3 separate regions of the Mus musculus genome follow, and regions 1 and 3 are each linked to region 2. The links are chromatin contacts, called in public promoter capture Hi-C maps. All regions are on one chromosome and are shown on one strand. Each heading gives the region's core, a stretch centred on a gene start, on an enhancer-like site or on the middle of the called end of the contact. The rest is flanking DNA. Distances are from core to core; before and after follow the strand shown.

Region 1 (4,121 bases), core at 742-3,241, 2.1 Mb before region 2:
GGAACTAAATTTCAGGAAGGCTGTATTAGAGAAATGGGCTCAGAGGGAGAGTATGGATGCTAGCTCTGCAGTCTGGCCTCCAAGGGTCTTTCTCCAAAGCCCTGCCACCCAGAATGCCTTTTGGTGAGGCACTAAAAACCCTTCTCGCCGGTCGTGGTAGAGGCAGAGGCAGGCGATTTCTGAGTTCGAGGCCAGCCTGATCTACAAAATGAGTTCCAGGACAGCCAGGGTTATACAGAGAAACCCTGTCTTGAAAAACCAAAAAAAAAAAAAAAAAACCCTTCTCAACCTACAGTGCCATCGGTTCGCATACAAAGCTAATGAGATTTAAAAGTCCGTAGTGCTGCAAAGAAAAGTAAAAAGGAAATAGCCAATCCTGGGGCCCACCTTCCATTAACTTAAAATTCTCCTATACTAACAACATAGTGCAGAATAAGAAGCCAGACAACTTCACACTTCTACTAAACAAAACACTTTGGGGACAATAAGAAACAGTTCTGGAACACACCTCTTTCCCAAAACAGAAAATACGGCCATCAGAGAGAGAGAGAGAGAGAGAGAGAGAGAGAGAGAGAGAGAGAGAGAGAGAGAGAGAGAGATTGAGAACCGGCGCCTGTCTAGTCTACCTGTTCAGGCTCTAATGAATGGTGCGGGGAAAACCTGAGGAGAACTGAGAGGAAAGAAGAAAACAGAAGACCACGGTGGAGGGGAGAGGAGAAAAGGCCGCACCCTGCCCTCGCCCCACATCCATCCTCTGGGCTTCCTTTTTTTTTCCTCCCCAGCTCGTCTCAATCACAAGACATCCGTCTAAGCCTTGCAAGTCCCAGTGAGATCACAGCTATTGTGTGTTGACCCGAAAGCCTGCAGCGTAATGTGCCCACTAACAACTTCTGAATTTAGGGAGGGAGTAAAGAGGCCTGGGTTTTCCTGAGTGGCTCTACCCCGACCCCCGACGTAGGCCAGGGCCAGTTACCGTCAGACTTTCACAAGGACCCTAGGCCGTGCCTGAATCCAAGAACAGGCAAGACCATGCAGAGCTGGAGAGTGAGCCCCTCACTGGAAACTTCTGTCTAGGACCCTGTTCTGGCCCCAGCTCCAAGCCCAAGGGGCTATCAAGAACTACTCTATTCCGGGAGCCCGACCCTCGGCCCCACACTTCCCCACCCACCCACCCACCTCTTTCTCCCTCTCTCTAAGTAATTCCTGCCTCAGCCTAGGACCCCGGTCACAGCCTGGGAAGCTGCTTCCCTTGACCCTTTGCTCAGCCTGATACACATGCCTCTGGGATTCCCATCTTCAGTCCTCCGACCATCGCTTTGGCCTGGGATACCCCCACCCTGCTTTAAGCCTGGGACTCTGCACTAAGCCCTGGAACCTCAGCCTTGAGCCCTCAGAGCTCGGTACTCAGTCCTAGATCCCCGCCCTCAGCCTAGGACCTTGGTCTTGGCCTGGGACCCCTACCTTCAGCCCGGGACCCCCGCCCTCAACCTGGTACCCCCTATTCTCTCCCAGGACCTCCGCCCTCAGCCTGGGACCCTCACCTCAGCCTGGAATCCTCGCCTCAGCTTGGGACCCTCGCCTCAGCCTAGGATCCCGGCCCTAGTACTGAGATCGCCAACCTCAACCCTTCCCCCAGGATCCCCAACACCCCAGCTCGAATGAAGTTTTCTGACTGCGAACTGTCCGGTCCTCTGGCCTTTGGAGGGGTCTCGGCCGGCCTGGGACGCGGCATGCGAGCTACCTCCGCGCTGGACCCCCCCACACACACTTCAACCCGCCGCCACTCACTCACCTGCCCCGCCGCGGACAGGGAGGCCGCGGACCAGGTAGAGCCTATGCTGCCGGTCGGGTGGGGCAGAGGAGGCGTACACGGCGCGACGCGAAGCCCGATGCGACCCAGCGGCGGCCGCGGCGTCTCCTAGCTCAGGCGACGGTAAGCAGCGCCTCGAGCTCTGGCCGAAGCACTGCGCGCGGCGAGGACCCGCCCCCTCCGTGCAACCAGCCACTCCTGCGCAGCCCGCCGCCTCTGGCCCCGCCCCCGCTCAAGGGCAGGGCCTGAGAAAGCGGGCGCCGGGAGCCAATGGAGCTGCGAAACGGTGACCATCACAGCCAATCAGGGCACGGAAAGCTCTCCGGCTAGAAGCCGTTTAGCGTCGAAGGGCGGTTAGGGTTGGGCGGGGCCCCACTCTGGGGCTGGGAGGAGGCGGGGCTTCTGGAAAGGTTAGTCAACTGGCGGGGGCGGGGACAGTACGGGGCGGGGCCAGGGCCGGGCCTGGGGCGGGGCCTCCAGAAGGCTAGAGGGAAGGGAGTGGATGCTTGGTTGTGAGATGGCTGCGGGGCCTGCATCCTCTGCAAGTGTTTGGCACACGCAGCTAGCGGGAGACTGCAGACACCCAGTCTCGCACGCGCTGATATTCTAGGGAGGTCAGTTGGACCCACAGCCTTCGCGACTATGTGGGCCTGATCCGTTGACCGCAGCCCTTCGCGGGTGCCCCTCTCTGCTTGGAAGCCTTTGAAAGCCAACACAGCCCAGACTGTAGAACTTGTGTTTAGGTTCTGGGCCTGCACACCTGTCCACAAGCGATTCAAAGCCGATGGAAGAACTGGCTGTGGTAGTGGCTGTGGGAAAACATGTCATGTTGTTGTTGTTGTTGTTGTTATCTTTTGTGCACCTTTCCTCAGAGGTGTCCTGCTCTATTTTGTGTCAATTAACTATCGTTTTCATCGGACTAAACTTCCTTCATCTGATTGCTCTCTATTAGCTTAGGCTTATTCCTTTCTGCACACCACGAAGGTAAAGGAACCAGGCCAACTTGTAATTCCAGTACTGATAGAAGCTGCGAGTCCTGGGAACTCTGCCTTCCATCAGTACCTAGATACCCAGGAGCCCAGGGTCATCCTTCCTGGCTTCCTGAAGCAACCTGAACCAGCCAGAGAAGGCCTCTTTGGACTTGGAAATCAAGCTTTGCCCTTCATAGGTGGAGAGAGTGATCCACATGTTTACCTCCAGACTTTCGAGAAGCATCTCTGGGAAACAGAGTTGCTTCTTTGTTGTCATATGAACAGACGGGTGAGCAGAGAAGTGGGTTGAGGGTGACATTCTAGCTGAGATGACAAAACTCATCCCGCCCTGAGCCTCAAACCCACCAATGACTCACTTCGGTGCCAATAACGATATATCATACATGCAAAGGGGTGTATACATAGCTCTGTCCCCTCATCCCTCCACCTGTTACAATCACGATCTCTATGGTAGAGTCAGGAAGACTCCGTAGGTCTGAAACCTCACCATAGTAACCAAGTAGCTCTTGGGAATGCCCAGAGTCCTGTGAGTATGATGTCCTGGAATCCACTCTGAAGGGAAAAGTCCTGGTCCCCTGTAGCAGACATATACAGTAGTCACTTGGGATCGATGAGTCAGAAAGGAGTGTGCTCTTATTTGTCTTCAAACATAACCTGTGTGATTCAATGACAACCTCTGAAAAGAAAGGGCCTGGGTCCGGGCAAGCAGGAGCTGTCAAAAGCCTTACCCAGCAGCTAAGTGCAGCTGCAGCAAATCACGAACCTTTACCTGGAGAATCTAGAGAGCATATGGACAGCCTTATCGCACATTACTACACCTTAGCCCTGTGCTATGGTAGAGAGGAGGGCGGAAATTTGGAGGAGGGCATGTCAGGTAGCATGCTAGGAGTCCCTGAGACAAGGACTTCCCCTAGGAGACGAACACAAGGGATTGACATTGAACCCAGCAGCAGTACCCAGACCTAAACCAGGACTTGAACTAAGATCCAAAGTGTCTCCAGGATCAGCTCGGGCCATCGGCCTCCTGGGCTCTGCACAGTGGCTCCGGAGGCTGGAGCTGCATTAGGCTCTGTCGAAGCACCCCCCCCCTCCAGATTACAGGTTGCCAGCCTCCTACTCTACTCTCCAGGAGCCGTGGGGTTTGGGGGGAGGGCTCAGCTGCCTACATCTCCTCCTGGAAGACACACTTAGTCATTAGGAGAGTAATGATAGTGTTTTCAAGGCAGTGTGTTGGACCCTAACAACTTTCAATTATTTCCAGTTCCTGCCAACCCTGGGAAGAGAAAAAGCGGTTCATCTCGGAGCCCCACCCTTGACAC
Region 2 (3,585 bases), core at 205-2,704:
TTCCTCAACTTGTTGGGATAGGTTCTTTCCATCCACCACATGAGTTCCAGGGATGCAATTCACACTGTCACAGTTGATGGCATGTGCCTTTACTATCAGAACCATCTCCCCAGCCAGAAAATTCTTTTTGTTTTGTTTTGTTTTGGTTTGGTTTTTTTGTTTGTTTTGTTTTGTTTTGTTCTGTTTTCAAGACAGGGTTTCTCTGTATTGCCCTGGCTGTCCTGGAACTCACTCTGTAGACCTCAAACTCAGAAATCCACCTGTCTCTGCCTCACAAGTCAGAAAATTCTTAAGGAGTAGAAACTTAAGTCTCTCCTTTCCTCAAAAATAATTCCAAGTGAGTTCTAAAGACTTTATAAGGTTTCCTGGCTGATCAAAACTTCATGATTCTGTGGAGCTGGAACATTGCAAATGTAGTTAGAACTCTTTGCGATCATCAGGTCCCTTAATATCCAGTTAGTATTCATCTTCTCTATGTGGTCGGACACCAACTAGCAGCTGAAAACTTGGGAATGTGTCCACAGAGCAGACCACTAGCTTCCACCAAGCCAAAAGCTAAGAGTGTCCCCAGATAATCTCTCATATCTGTAAGAGCTTCCTCTGCATGTAACCTATCTACCCTGATGTGTCCACAGTGTCTTTGATAAATGCCTTGATTTTGTTTTTCACTATTAAAACCTCACCTAACTACATCCACGTTGAAACATGTGATTTAGGGCAACTTAAATACATGCTACTGAACAGGGTGACTCATATCTGTCCCAGAATAAACTCTCTCTAATCCTTTTGAGGTGAGACCAGTGTTTTCTACAGACCAGAGAAATAAGTAAGCCAACTCATGCACCATTTACCTTAATTTTCAAATTTTACTCAACTCTTAAAATCTGCTTAAGCACTGAATGTTGATGCTAAGTGACATCAAGTTGCTGGGAGCCTTTACCGAAAAAATCAACCAGATGACACTGTCATAAATTGATTTTGTTTCTTTTAGCCTCCTCATGAAATTCTTAGGCAACTGTGATCAAAGTAGAGGGATGTCCCCGAAGGGGCGCTCTCCTTTGCTTACTGGCCTCCGAGCTGAGCTGCTTCTCCTTTACATATAAGGGACTGCAGAATCCACGGACCCGGCTCCTCTCTTGAAGGAAACCCATCTCCCTCAAAGTCCTCGCGGGCAAGTTGTGGACTCCAGCAACCTCCACCCTCCAGCCCAGCCTTGAAGGACCTGACAACGGCGCAGGCGCACCGGGCCGGGGGGTCGGGGGCGGCGGAGGGTGCAGAGACAGCTTCCCCGCTGCAGGACGCTCGCACTCACCATGACAGGCTCTGCCGACATCCTGCGTCCTGCGCGGGCCTCCCCACCGCGACTGTCACAGGAGACAGGGGCCTCAGTGATTTCCGATCCTTCGGAACTGGATGAGGCTACAGATCTAAGATGGCCGGGGACAGACAAAGGCCACAGCGGAGCAGCGAAGGCCCGCCCTCCATGCTCGCTCTCTGTGTATGATTGGGCAATTCTCAGTCTAGTGCATCCGATTGGATAGCATTTCGGGCTTGGCTACGAGTGACAGTAGACAGAACCAATTCGTGCGTGAATCAAGCAAAAATAAAAATAAATAAATAAATAAAAAGCAAGTTCTTGCTCACAGATGTTGTCAGGCAGGGCTGCTCCCAACCCCGTGAGAGAACAGAGCCCAGTACTGAACAATTGCCCTGGATATAGAGCTAAAGGATTTATGGACTTACGGCTGAATATATATATATATATATATATATATATATATATATATATATATATCTTATTCACAAATGGAAATCACATCATGACAGTTTTAAACTGTGTTTTCCCAACTCTAAGCTTCAAAATAAAAAGCATTCATGTAAGGCAGCAATGTCCGATACAAGCAACATGGTAGACAGAACTGAAAAATTGGTTAATTATTTAGGTATGCATTGTGACTTCTTCTGAAGGGTGTTGTTATATTATACTTTGCTCTCATCATTCCCTGTTCTATTTTCTCTCCCCCTTTTCTCCTCAGAATCACATATATGTATTCTGAGAAGTGTCAGCTTTAAAAAAAAAAATCTAAACAGGTAAAATTCACTATAATAACAATGATGGCATAATTTATTTCTCTTTATAGAAGAAAAAAATTGAACACGTATAGTGAGCCGCCACATGCATGCAAATTATTTCCATTCCTTTTGTTTTTGAGTGCTAATTTGACCAAATTCCAAACTGTTCTGAAAAATCTTAGAGAAAAGCAAATGACAATTAGAGAGATGTGCCGACCAATAAGAATGCATTTGCTTTGCAGAAATGTTGCCGTATAAGGAGTATGTCTTGATTTCAGCTGGGCATAGCAATTTTGGATACCTGAAAGTGAGATGTGAGGTGGTGGTGGGCAAAGCCATGTAGCACACATGGATATCATGAACAGCTAACTCAGCCAAGACCCTGACGCACATGCATCTAAGTTGGCCACACATTATAACCCCCTAGGACTTTTTAAATACTCCAAACTTTAGTTTCAATGAAATCAGAGTAGGGGGAGTAGGACTCCCCCCCCCACACACACACACTCATGCATGCACAAACGCACACACACTCACACATACACACACACTCATGCATGCACGAATGCGCGCGCACACACACACACTCACACACGCACACACACACACACACACACACACACACACACACACGGTTTAGAACTCTCCAGGTGAATATTGTGTGAGGCTATTCCCAAACCACTGAGTGCAAGCACCATCTCTCCCCAGCTAGTTGCAAGTAGTTTCTTAAATTAAGTATGAAAACGTTTGGTGATAAGTTGTGACTTTTCACTTTTGCCCATTAATCAACTATTTTAATCTGCTCAACTCAACCACTGCCACTCACTTTGTTTCTGATTAAAAACAATTTTACAAATGTCCTACTATGTGGGCATGGAACTGTGTCAGGTGCCTTAGCATAGTGGGTATATTTAAGGCGTGAACATTTTGCTTTAAAGAAAGAAAGAAAGAAAGAAAGAAAGAAAGAAAAGAAAGACATGCCATTTACCAAATAAGAGCAGAATTTGACATATATAGGGACCACTGTGGTGTTATAATATTAATAACTGTCCCACAGTATTAGAATTCATTCTGTAAGGATAAAAGTTAACTATAAGGAAAAAACTGAAGCCATTTCACTTTATTTAGTCATTCTTTCCTTTTTGTAGGATCTCTATGTAGCTTAGGCTGAGCTAAAAATCTATATCAAGCTAAGACTGGTCTTGAACTCACAATGTTCCCAGCACTATCCTGAATTTTAAAGATAGGGCAACACCACAGACATATGTGCCTGTAAGACAAGACAGACTTCTACTGTAGTACTGGGGGAAAGAAGTATTTAATACTTTCAACATCTCTAGGATATTCTTTTGTGATCAAAGTAACACAAGCTTGTTTTTAATAAGGGTTTCCTCCTTTTATGGTTTAAGACAGATTCTGAATTTTAATTCACAATACCCAAAGGAGGATACTAAATTCATGAATTAATTGGCGATTAGGCAAAACATGTGGCATACCATTACGGAAAATAAT
Region 3 (3,599 bases), core at 168-2,667, 2.5 Mb after region 2:
CTGGGGCTGAGTACTGGTTAAGACCGGCTGCGGGTTCCCAGAATGCTTTACAGTGGTCATAGGCTGCCACCGAAGGTTATGGGTGAGCTAGTCACTCCACAACATTGAGTCATTCTGACCCTAGAAAACCCAGTGGCTGGCCGAGCTGCATGAATACATTTCCCAGCATGCCTTGCAGCTACTACATTATGTGGGCATGCTCTGATCCTTGGGCAAGTGGAGTTTTTGCTGGGCCTTTCAGAGACATAGGAAAACTGAAAGGTCCTTCTGCCACCTCACCTTAGTCCCTAGAGGTGTATCAGCAAGAGCCCTGCCTCAGTTTCCCCTCATTGTTCACCGACCTGAAGTCGGGGATGCCAGAGGCGGTGCTGATGCCGGCGCCCGTGTGGAAAACCACGCTGGAGGACTGCCACATTAGCCGGGCCAGCTCCCACACCTTGCGTTCCAGCTCCTCTGGTGGGTCGAAGATCTGTAGGGTCAGAGGGCAGGAGGAGGCAACACGTGACCTCCCAAGTGGCAGGCCTCCTGTGGGTCAATGCTCTGTCTGCCCCTTCTCAACATCCCTCAGTTCCAGCCACACTCTTAACACATCGCTGTGTCCTACCCCAGGGCCTTTGCACATGCCGAGCCCTCTTCCCAGAGTGCTGTTCCTGCAGGCAGCCACTCCTTTGTCCTGGTCTGGTTGTGGCCCACGTGACCTCCCCACTGACGTCATCCCCCATCCTGGACTTTAGATAACCCACCTCTCTCCCCTAAATCAAGATGCAGCTCTACTTGTCTAGGGGCTCCGTTAACATGAGGCAGGCAGGGCATGGTGTCGCAGGCCTTTAACACCAGTACTCGGGAGGCAGAGGCAGGAAGATTCCTGTGAGTTCGGGGCCAGCCTGGGCTACAAAGAGAGAACCCTCCACCCTACTACACCCCTTCAGAAACAACAAAGACTGACAGCCCCACACTCAGGATCCATCTGGCCCAGATTCAGGGAGGAGTACAGAGTGGGGTACAGGGATGCCCCCAGGAAAGGGTGCCAGCTTCCGGCCCTGCAGATCTTCCCACAGCTCCAGGTTTTCCCTGACAATTAAGACGTCCACTCCCTGACCTGACGATTTGGTCTCGTTCCCATTAGCCCCTCACTCCTTCCCTGACCCAGGTTCCTCCGTGTCACCCAGCCTGAGCAGTGGGTGTCACTTCCCGCCCCCTCCTTCCAGGGAAGTCCCTCCCATTGTCTAGACTCTATGTTTCATGCTGTTCCCACAATGCCCCGCTTCGCCCGGCCGCTCCCCGTCTGGGGTCATTCGGTGACTCGAACACTGCAGCTCTCACCTCGGGCAGCCCGCACTTGCCCTTATCCGCGTAAGGCGACAACCCTGCTGCATAATTCACCGACATCGTCGCCGGCGCTGCCGCACGGGAACAATAAAGTTTCCCTTGTTGAGGCCGCTTCCGCCGGAAGTGGTGAAGGGACGGTCGGGAAAGAGTAGCCGCCTTCCCTAGATACGTGCCTGAGGGTGGGGTGGGTACGTGGAGGTGAAAAACAGCATTCTTTCCAGAGCGCATGCGCCCTCCTGATGCAGCAAGCTTAGTCTTCAGTGCTGGCCGAGACTACCTCTCTGACTTAGTGGATTCCCCAGTCCTGGGATCCGCGACCAGAGCCAGAAAAGTGATGAGGCCACTCACAGGAGTCGAGGCAGGGGGATTGCGAGTCCCAGACCAACTCCCTGTTTCAAAAGAGACAACATCAGCAAAACCCAGAAATGAAACCAAACAAAGCAAAACAAAAATCCACAGTTCTCAGTGTGTAGAGCCCTGCCCGGAGTGCTTATAGCACTGGCAGGAGGGGACAGAAAGTTCGAAGCCACGCTAGGCTACATGATACCCTAACCTTTGTGACTGTCATCCAGGGTCTGCCTGACTCTGGCTACAGGAGAGAATGAATGGAAAACTGGGGTTCTTGGGCAGAGGAAAGACCTCTGGGCCCCCTGCCAACATTTCCTGGGTTAGTTTCTGGAGTGCACCTCCCGGAATATCACAGAGCATAGGGTTAGGTCCACAGAACTGGGCGAGTTCCACGTGTTACCCAGAGGTGCCCAGAGATGCAAGGAGAGAGGTGAAGAGCCCTGCTTCCGTGGCCATCTAGAGATGGGAGGCACTATCTGACCATTCTGCCTGTTGGTAATCAACAGACACAGGAGCCATGTGATGGGTCAATGGCAGCATATAACAACCGAAGCCTCCTGATCCCCGTGGAGACCCCAAGAAAGGCTTCGAGGAGGCAGGAGCACACAAGGAGGTGGGAGAGGCCGTCCTTGGGGCTGCCCATCTGAGCAAGCTGGCTAACAGCAGCTTGTCTCCTCCCTTGGCTCATCCGTCCCCCGCTCCCCCACCCCAACCTGATCGGGTGTCACCTCTACTCTGCTGCTGGTGGCTCGCAGCTGGAGCGGGTAACCAGAGAGGCTGCTTGGACGCTGGGTTCCGGTCTGGAGTCGCCTGAGGTAGGGGGATGTGGGTGAGGGAGGCCAGGGAAGTCTGGGTGCTGGTGAGGGGTGCTACCTGCAACAGTATGAACACACGCATCTGCACACTTGTGACAGGTGCACACATCCCACGCGGGAGCCAAGGCCCAGGCCCAGTGCGCAGCGTCACCTGTGCTGTGTCACCTCTTCAGAAGGCAAACCCTTAAATCCACAGGCCTTCCCTGCCACCTTGCCGTGGCGATTTCCTTCAGACTGGTAGCATGTGGACAACTCTTTTGGGTGTTTTGTCACCCACCCTTGGTGGTAGGTGTGGGGTGAAAGTGAACCTGATTAGTAGAGGAGGTGGGATCAGTGAATGGATGGATGGATGGGTAGATGGGTGGGTGGATGGGTGAGTGGGTAGATGGGTGGGTGGATGGGTGGGTGGATGGGTGAGTGGGTAGGTGGGTGGGTGGATGGGTGAGTGGGTAGATGGGTGGGTGGATGGGTGGGTGGGTAGATGGGTGGGTGGATGGATGGATGGATGGGTGGGTGGATGGGTAGATGGATGGGTGGGTGGAACTGCCCTAAATAGTGACAGTTTTGACCAGACTTTCTTGCAAAACACTGACTTTCCAGTGTGTCTCCCCCTGTAGCTCCATTACATATGAACCCAGGTTAGAGGTACAGGAGGAGACCCAGCTTGGGAGAACTTGGAAGCTCCGTTTGGGGAGGTAGATAGTTCTGTGTGGGAGAGAGGCGATTTTGTGAATAGAAATTTCACAGAGAAGAGTGTTTGTGTGGTGGGGAGTTTATGGCATCAATGATTGCACAAACTCCAGGTTGCAGCCTGTGTGAGCTGCTGAACTAGTGCTGCTGGTTGTGATGCACGCTCAGCCCCACTTCAGGGGACTGCCTGGACAAGGAGGAATTATCTCTGTTTACAGTTGAGGACAGTTCCTTCAGAGGGTGCAAGTAGCCTGAACTTGGACACACAGCAGATTTGCCCAGGCTGTGTTGTGAGGACAGTGTGGCTGACCACCCCAGCATCCTGTCCCTCACCCGACCCACGCCTTGTCCAGAAACAAGACGAGAGCCCCTAGCAGGTGTGATGAAGACCCTCCGGGCACGATTCAAGAAAACAGA

The links. Promoter capture Hi-C pulls out the DNA fragments that hold promoters and counts their contacts.
Region 1: a contact with region 2 is called in a promoter capture Hi-C map of pre-B cells, with 6 times the contacts expected there. The contact joins the promoter of Pcbp3 here to the promoter of 2610008E11Rik in region 2.
Region 3: a contact with region 2 is called in a promoter capture Hi-C map of liver, with 7 times the contacts expected there. The contact joins the promoter of Sirt6 here to the promoter of 2610008E11Rik in region 2. A contact is called at or near these places in 4 of 39 promoter capture datasets (hippocampal neurons, liver and pre-B cells) and 1 of 115 datasets of contacts at active chromatin or transcription factors (differentiating embryonic stem cells).

Annotation. Positions count from the first base shown.
Region 1 is chr10:76,959,956-76,964,076 of GRCm38.p6, forward strand. It overlaps Pcbp3 (poly(rC) binding protein 3), which reads right to left and starts at 1,992. Exons shown (of 16, transcript NM_021568.2): 1 at 1,793-1,992. Gm35664 (a long non-coding RNA gene) reads left to right here and starts at 2,186. Exons shown (of 2, transcript XR_380584.1): 1 at 2,186-2,220; 2 at 2,421-2,647.
Region 2 is chr10:79,096,146-79,099,730 of GRCm38.p6, forward strand. It overlaps 2610008E11Rik (RIKEN cDNA 2610008E11 gene), which reads right to left and starts at 1,455. Exons shown (of 6, transcript NM_001004362.2): 1 at 1,313-1,455. The coding sequence starts at 1,333.
Region 3 is chr10:81,626,149-81,629,747 of GRCm38.p6, forward strand. It overlaps Sirt6 (sirtuin 6), which reads right to left and starts at 1,418. Exons shown (of 8, transcript NM_181586.4): 1 at 1,324-1,418; 2 at 342-469. The coding sequence starts at 1,389. It also overlaps a transcript of Ankrd24 not described here.